Regions from separate parts of the Zea mays genome. Here region 2 is linked to region 1. Evidence: chromatin contacts called from public Hi-C data. All regions are on one chromosome and are shown on one strand. Each heading gives the region's core, a stretch centred on a gene start, on an enhancer-like site or on the middle of the called end of the contact. The rest is flanking DNA. Distances are from core to core; before and after follow the strand shown. Region 1 holds the start of LOC100284498 (CASP-like protein 2C3). Region 2 has its middle 86 kb from the start of LOC100502532.

Region 1 (4,032 bases), core at 1,434-3,933:
CCCCTCCATAAAAAACAGATTCGTTTGGTAAGGTCCATTTATCTTAAAAGATTATATCTTAAATTTAATAGATTCCATCTTATCCTAATGAATCTACTTATCCTAGCCTAGATGGATAACCATAATTTGTAATCTAATCTAGTGAGACTTAGTCATATCCAGTCTAATCTAGATCCCATCTAATCTAATGTGACATCTATACAACAATCACTCATCATGCCAAAGACAACTAAATTAAACTTGTATTTGATCAATTTTATCAGAGATTATAGCGTGACACAAAACATGTGAATACGAGAGATTGTTTTTTTGTCGAATACGCAGGAGAGCTGCGCATCTTTGTTAATAGAAGAAGAGTGCGAACACAAATACAAAAACAAGAGCTGGCCAACCAGCTCAACACAGAGTCGACTACTCGCTCAGAATACAACCAAGGGCTTTCGCGCCCGCTCTCACCCACTCGCTAGCAACACCAAGAGCGGAAGAAACTACGGCGTCAACTGAGGATGCCTCACTCCGGAAGCACCTTGCATTTCTCTCTTTCCAAACTTCCCAAGTCACCAACGCAAAGAGAGAATCACCGCCCTTCCTGGCGCCCGGTGGCCACAGCTCCCGCACTCTTTGCCACCAACCAAGGACTGAACTGTAGTCCGTTAGCGACGGTCTGTGAAGCCCCAATTGCGACAAAATGCCATCCCAAACTCGAAGGGAGAAGCTGCAAGTGGCCAGTAGATGGTCGCAAGTTTCTTCCGCTGTATTGCAGAGGTAGCAAGTGGTTCTCGCATCGAGTCCGTGACGCCGTCGCCTGTCTGCGGTCCAGAGCCGCCTCCGCCAGGCAAGCCACAAGAAGATTTTGACCCTCAACGGCGCCCACGTCTTCCACACGATCGCGATCTCGGGTAGGTGGAGAGAGCCTTCATGGAGCAGCTGGTACGCCGATCGCACACTGAAATGGCCGTCAGACGACCAACGCCACAACAACCTGTCCGGGGTCGAAGGAGAAAGGTTGATCTCTCGCACAGCGTCCCACAGCTTCAGGTATTGAGAGATCGCCTGAACCGAAAATCCTCCCCTCAGTTCTCTGATCCATTGATTCCCTTGCAAGGCCACGACTACGGACTGTGACGATCTTGTCTGTTTGGCCACGAGGCCAATCAGCGCAGGAGTGATGTCTTCGACCGACGAACCGGCGACCCACCTGTCCTTCCAGAACAACGTCCGCTGCCCGTTGCCGACCTCAAAGTTCGCAGACGCATGGAACAGGCACCGGACTTCTGGGGCGACCTTCAGAGGTAGCTCCGTCCAGGCCCGGCCATCGTCCGCGGGATTGCGTTGAAGCCAAAGCCATCGAACCTGAAGAGCCAAGCCCATGAGGCGCAAATCCAATACTCCAAGGCCGCCGAACTCATACGGTCGTGCGACCACGGGCCAGGCCACGACGCATTGTAACCATTGTAAAGTCTTAACTTTTGTACCAAATGTAGTCTACGCAGAAATACAATTAGAAGCTAAAGCCACAAATTTCGTAATGGAGGATGTCGCACTCTACTAACCAATCGAACTGGAATTCAATTATATTGTAAGTCGAATAGGTAATGTAAATATATAAATGTTGTTAATACAAAAACAAAAATATAATAGTGTCGGATTAGATCAGTACTACGGGCCAAGGTGACAGCCTAGACACGACACGGCTCTCGTGTCAGACCGGTACGAGCCCGTTTTGAATAGTGTCAGCTTGAGCCACAACACTATTAAATAGATCGGTCCACCAAACTAGTCCTTAGAGAAAAAACTATCTGCAACGACTCTTAACCAGGCCGCTCAAAATAAATTGAGCCTGCATTGTGGTTGTTAATGGTAAGGCGTCGCTTGAGAATTGAGATGTTGCACGAAACGATTCTGGCACCACCACGAGCCTCGTCTGATTCGCGCAGGAAACCAGGAAACCTTACCGCCCTTGTCCTAGAGAGTGGAGACTATCAGACTAGACCTCAAAAGCCCAAGAACTCGGCTGGCGTGGCGTAGGCCAAGATTATATGATTCGGGTGAAGTGACAGACAGGTTATGGTGCTCTGCGGACGGCTGCGTCCGGCGGATTAGACCTTTCCGGCGAGCTGTCGGAGAAGGAAACGTCCTGTGCCAATGGCAAAGGCGAAGGCGACGGAACGCAGCACGGGATCGAGGCGGACTTGCACAGTGCGCTATCCTACAGCAAAACGTCGTGCTCCGGGCAGTTGCACTGCGTTGCGTTGGAGCAGCCTGCATTTGCTATACTAGCCTCCGAGATTCCGATCCGCTCTAGCTGCCTGCCTCCGCTCCACCGTTGCAACTGAAGACGACGATTGATGGCTCCGCACGTTTCCTAGTACACTGATGCACGTGAACTCTGTACCGGTACGTGCGGTGGGTTCGAGTGCCTGCTGGATGCCATATGGCAGCAATAGGCCCCATGTTTACTTACAGTCACACGACACGGCTAGTCTGTCCCCTGCCGTAAAAACGGCACTCCTACTACTACTGTACTAGCCGTGTCCTTCTGGGATCCCATATTCCCATAATCCCATCCCATTTAACTGCCGCCAGCTCGCCGCATGTCCTTTTGGATCCCATCAACCGTGCGACGCCGACCGTGCCCAGGTTTGCCTGGCTATAAGACCGGAGGTGGATCCGGACTCGCCTGCAGGGGTCGCGTCGCGTGGGGGAAACGCCGCCGAAAACCACTGGGTGCCCGCTCTCGCTCGGCACGTCCCGCGCGCGCCCACGCCCACGCCCACGCCCACGACTGGTCACAAGCGCTAGCCAGCGTTCTTCACGCGCCTCGCGCCTGCCTGCAGCCGCAGGGGAATCGATCGTGGCAAGGGCTTGCAGTCGCAGCTACTGGTAGCAGAGCGATGGCGGCCGCGGCGAGGGTGTCGGAGGTGAAGGCCGAGGGCCTCCTGCGGGGCGCGTGCGCGGCGCTGGCCGCGGCGGCCGCGCTGCTGGTGGGGCTCAGCACGCAGACGGAGACGGTGCTGCTCGTCAGGAAGAAGGCCACCGTCAAGGACGTCCAGGCCCTCTGGTAACTAGTACTAACAGCTTTCCGGATCACCGGCGCTGCTGCTGTGTCCGTGCGCATCGCATGGATTCTAACCTCTCTGCCCTGCCGCAGGGTGCTGGCCATGGCGGCCGCGGCAGCGGCGGGCTACCACCTGCTGCAGCTGCTCAAGTGCCTCTACCTCGGCCGCGTCGGCGGCGCGCGCCCCTGCCGCCGGAGCAGCAGGGCTCTGGCCTGGACATGCCTCCTGCTCGACAAGGTAAGTAAAGGGCCAACAGCTCCATCCGCGCTTCTTGCGCCATCTCCTTCCGATCAAAGGAAGTTTTTCTTTGGTTCCGCCTTTCCTTGCAAGAATCTTCGGATGTCCCCTTTTGGCCACTCTCACGATTAAATGACGACGTAAACCAATCAAATGGAATGAAACACACACCCATAGTAAATCAGACGAAACTGCTCAATCTGTGCAAACTTTAGAGTACAAAATACTTGTGGCTTGTTAACTTACTCGGTTCATGGCTAGCTTAACTCGACTTAACTAACTCGGTTCATTTCAATTTTATCAGGTTGAGCTAGCATATTAGCTCGGTTTATCAATGAGTCAGCTCGTTAGCTCTAACGAGCAATTATTTATTAAAAAACAAAGTCCGTATTTATATTAGATGAACTAATAAGTGATTGAACTTTGTTAAATCGGTGTTATATTGATGTGCTATATGAAATTGTAAATATTATTACTTTTTTAGTGTCAACTTGGTCTAGAATTAACTATTAATTAATTATATTGTTATATATATATATATATATTGTTTTTTGGATCGCAAGCTAAATGAGTCAGCTCGAGCTTATAAATATGTCGATTGGAGCTTGTTCTTTCACTCGTTTTCCTAACGAGCCAAACCAAATCAGCTCTCGTTACCTTAACGAGTTGTGCCTTCTTTCACTCGGTTCACTAACGAGTCAAACCAAGCTAGCTCTTGTTACCTTAACGAGCTGAG
Region 2 (4,272 bases), core at 390-2,889, 190 kb before region 1:
CCCAGGTGGGAAGATTATACTTTCAGTTCTAATTTGAAAACTTAAATTCCCTCTGGAATTTCCGAGAATTAAGAGAAAAATAAACTATTTTTTTTCACTCAATCCCCGTAATTCGTGGAAGTGATTTAAGTTTTCAAACTAACCCTCAGCAGTTGCGCTGGGGAATCCCCAGTTGCTGCTTCTCAGTGGCATCGGCCCGGCTTCTGATCTCTCCAACCTCGGTACCCCTATTTCTGCTGACATCCCTGATGTCGGCAAACATATGTACGACAACCCTCGCAAATGGCATCTCCTTCATTCCGCTTATTATGGGTGTGCGTCATGTGGCAGAATGAAGTGCTTGAGGACAGAGCGTTGGACGGATTTCGTCCAGCAGTTGGATCGACGAGAATGAAAGAGGGTCCGGACTTCAGGATTGTTGGGACAGCACTGCCGGTTGACTGGAGAACAAACGATAGAGCTCTAGCAGATTGCTGTCAGCAGACCACACATGCTACCGATTTTCAGATCAGAAGTTTATTATGGATAAATATTAGAATACAAGTAGATGATCAGATGCTTGCTTCTTTGTGAGATTTTTTAGGAGTTATAGGATAATGCAAAGGCTTCAAAAAAAATTTTAGTGTCATTTGTGCATATAGCTGCTCTATGCCTCCATATAGCTGTTTTGCTAACCATGTTATAGTAGAAGTTAACAAAATAACTGTACTTTTTTACATTAAACAGATATTTGGGGATGAAGATGATTGAGGAGAGACACAGTAGGTGGCCGGTTATTATGCCTCCATAGCCCGCCAACACCTGAAGATTCATCCACCAGCTAGCAAACATTTCAATTAACATGTGTCCTCGCTGTGGTCGATGGCTCCCAGCTGGGCTCTCCCGCCACCATTAGTCGACCTCTTTTCTGCACTCGCTTTGTTAGGCATGTCACTGCCTCAGCTCGCCACCTTTGCTCTTATTTCGTCTCCTTTAATTATCACTCGTGGATGATGCAGCCCTCACCTTGCCGGGCTGCCCACAACTCATCGAGTCATCGTCGTACATGTGAGAAATGGGTTCTGCTTACAGCTCCAGATCCAATAATTAGAGATTTTGATTGAAATGACCTGTTATGTTGTTGAATTCATGAGCCCAAAAGAACACATGCATAACAACCATGGCATGCTCATCTTCCTTGCCATGGGGAACGACGTCCAGGTCCAACGTGTTGCAGGGCGGCAAAACCATGCAGGGGGGAGACAAGGTGGGGGTGCAGTGGCGGCTGATGTGGAACGGGCAAGTGCGAGGAAGGAGGGACGGGGCTGTTAGGGAATGTGAGTCTAACGGCCCATGCCGATCCATGTGCTAAGGGAAACAATACAAAGGAGCAGTGTTGTCACCAGGATGAGGTATCAAATTGTTAGAATGCTGTTGTTTATTTTCCTTCCCCAGTTTCCTCAATTCTTCCATGTATCCTCTATCTTTCTCTCTACGTTCTTCTAGACCCTTCAATGGAATCCAGGTTGTCGTGATCAGATGAAGAGGTGAGGTGGCACTGTGGCAGTTGGGTTTTGGACGGAGCGGACAGACGTGGAGCCGGGAGGAGGGGACAACAGAGCATGCATATTGCGCAGCGCTGAACGACAGGGCTAGGTGTGGGACATGGGACATACCGGCACGGCGGCACAAGCGCTGGACGACAGAGCCGTGAACGGAGGAGCCAGGCGGCGATTCAGGCTATCCGCAACCGTTACCCCTAAAAATTTTCCCCTATATCACTTTTTCCCCTATTCCCCCCCTATTTTTTCATCTCCCGCGGCAATTCCCCCTAAATACTCCCCTATACCCCACTACAACTATAAAATATCATTTTCTATATTAACTATCAATTTTTTATCTACTAACAATTACTCGTGGACCCACAGCATAGTGTTTAGGGTGATGAACAGTGATATGCTAAATCTGGGGGGAGAGATAAGGGTGCCGACACGTAGGGGGCGCTGTAGGGGGCACCGCTGCGGCCGTAGGATGCCCCCTACAGCCGGCATGCAAGGGGAGGGGGATTGCCAGGGGCAGCGTTGCGCACAGCCTCAATAGACGAGAAAATGAACATGGATTGTAACAAAATGAATGAGCAACCTCCGGGCATGCATAATGATCTTCAATCGAAAAAACTCAAGACATATTTCTTAGCGAAGACCATATCTTGGCTCTATATGCTCGAGGTGGAGACACTAACTAAACTTTAGTTAAGGAAACCGTATTTTAACCTGTCTTATACCTGTGTATTTGGAACATCCCTCAAGAGTTCAATTAGAGTCCATTTGGATACCTTTATTTTGAAGGAAATAATAAGGAAATAAAATTTATTTAATAAACTAGGTTATTTAGTTTAGAATTTGATATTCCACTACTTTTCAAAGTTTTGATCTAAGCTTACCCTAAATTCATAGAATAAAGGGAGGAAATTGATTTTATGCATCACTAGTATATATTTCTACTTTTCAACTTGTGACGCGCACTTTGGTTTGCTTGCCTCTAGTAAAAATGTAGACAAAAATACCTTCTCCGTATGGCTAACAATAGTATATGAATATATTTTATATAAAATTATATTATTTAATTTATCTATGTTTAAATTACGATTATTAAAATTGAATTCAATTCAAGGATCCAAACTTGGCCTTACCAAATTTATCGGTCTAGCCACTGGATTTGTCTTTTTTTTCTTTTATCTAAATTTTGTAGAGCTAAAACGTTTAGCTCCTGGATCTATATATGAACTCTTTCAATCATGTTCCAAACTATATGCATACGTAAACGGTTATTCTCAATGACAATTTGCTCTTTCTAGCACTGTCACATCATTAAAAGTGTGATAAAATTAAGAATGAAACAATGTCTTTCAATACAAAATTTTATTTCACTATTTCATAGACTAACATAACAATTAAATGTTGCAACTAAATAACCAATAAAAGTTAGTAAAATATGTGAAGATTAAACAAATCACTCTCAATGAAAATTACACACGGTTTCCATGACCTTGGAAACGGGTTGACATGGTTTCATCACCATGAAACTAATTTCATCACATGAAACTCATTCATATTAAATGCTATGCCATGCCATCTAAAATACAGATATGACACACTATTAAATGTGAATGAAACTATCGTTGAGAATAACATAAGGACATGCACAACCCCATTAATTAGAGAGCCTCTTGAGTGGTCTTTAAGAGGGCAAAGTGAAAAAAAACATAAGACGAGTTCTTCGTGAAGAGATCGTATTTATACGACTCTCTATACATTTTATCTCTTAACTATATTTATGATGTAGGGGTTATCGGTTGTATCATGTAGTCTCCTAGCTATCTTTTATATCTAGAAAACCAAACAAAAGCTCTCAATTGTATATGTCCTAATACTTATTTATAGTAGTTTATATTCATATAAGTATTCTATCTAGTTTCATTCGAGGAGGTGATCGACGTTGACTCGCGGTCCCGGCACCGTACCGCTTCGCGGACGGGAGGAGGCGAGAGATTGGTAGGCAGCTCGTCCACGCGGCCGGCGCGCGCTCGCCGCCTGAGGCTGTCCGCAGGCGTTCCTCTAATTTTTTTTCCCTAAATCTTAATATGCAGCCACGTCAGCAAGATTCCTTCCCCTATATTCACTCGTCCCGTAACTGTTCCCTCTAAATTTTACCATACATATCTCTCTACTTATTAAATATACATTTCCCTATAACTAACATAACCAACTTCACTTTTTATTTATATTCTTTTCTGTTTTACGTTAGGCTTAAACAGCTCGATTTTTTTAACAAAAACATTATATTTAATTATTTGAAATACATTACGCATAATATAGAATAAATCAACAAATTTATCATTTAATTGAAAATGCATACATCATTTCATTTAACAATTAATTGGTAAATGCAAACATTAATTAACAATTGTGGTATGCCAAAAGTTTGCATATATATTGGGACGGAATATAATGAACGACACTTACGTTGCAACAAAAACCGTCGAGTCGTACGGACGAAGCCACGAGTGGCTTACAATGGAAGGCACGGTTGCCTTTCAAAGGAAGCCACGATTGGCTTTGAATGCAAGCCCCCAGCTTCCGCCTGAAGCCGCTTATGTCTCCCCTATATATATGCAATGAATCTCTACCATAATGTACGCCCATTGTTCTGAGTTCATCAAGTTTGCCATAGCTCGGTATGTCTCACAGTCATACGGAAGATGATTATGCTTCGAGTGATTCGAGTGATAGT

The links. A called contact is a pair of places that touch in the nucleus more often than the background predicts.
Region 2: a Hi-C map of ear shows a contact between it and region 1, with 1.9 times the contacts expected there. The contact joins the enhancer-like site here to the promoter of LOC100284498 in region 1. A contact is called at or near these places in 7 of 25 Hi-C or Micro-C datasets (ear, endosperm, leaf and 3 more).

What each region holds. Positions count from the first base shown.
Region 1 is chr9:112,269,385-112,273,416 of Zm-B73-REFERENCE-NAM-5.0, reverse strand. It overlaps LOC100284498 (CASP-like protein 2C3), which reads left to right and starts at 2,683. Exons shown (of 3, transcript NM_001366700.1): 1 at 2,683-3,061; 2 at 3,152-3,296. The coding sequence starts at 2,895.
Region 2 is chr9:112,455,843-112,460,114 of Zm-B73-REFERENCE-NAM-5.0, reverse strand. No RefSeq gene overlaps it. Among protein-coding and RNA genes, the nearest start is that of LOC100502532, 86 kb to the left of the region's middle. Within about 2 kb of position 1,639, at least 4 of the 20 cell types and tissues checked have an H3K27ac peak or open chromatin away from gene starts, as enhancers often do. A contact at or near this core is called in ear, where this site is marked.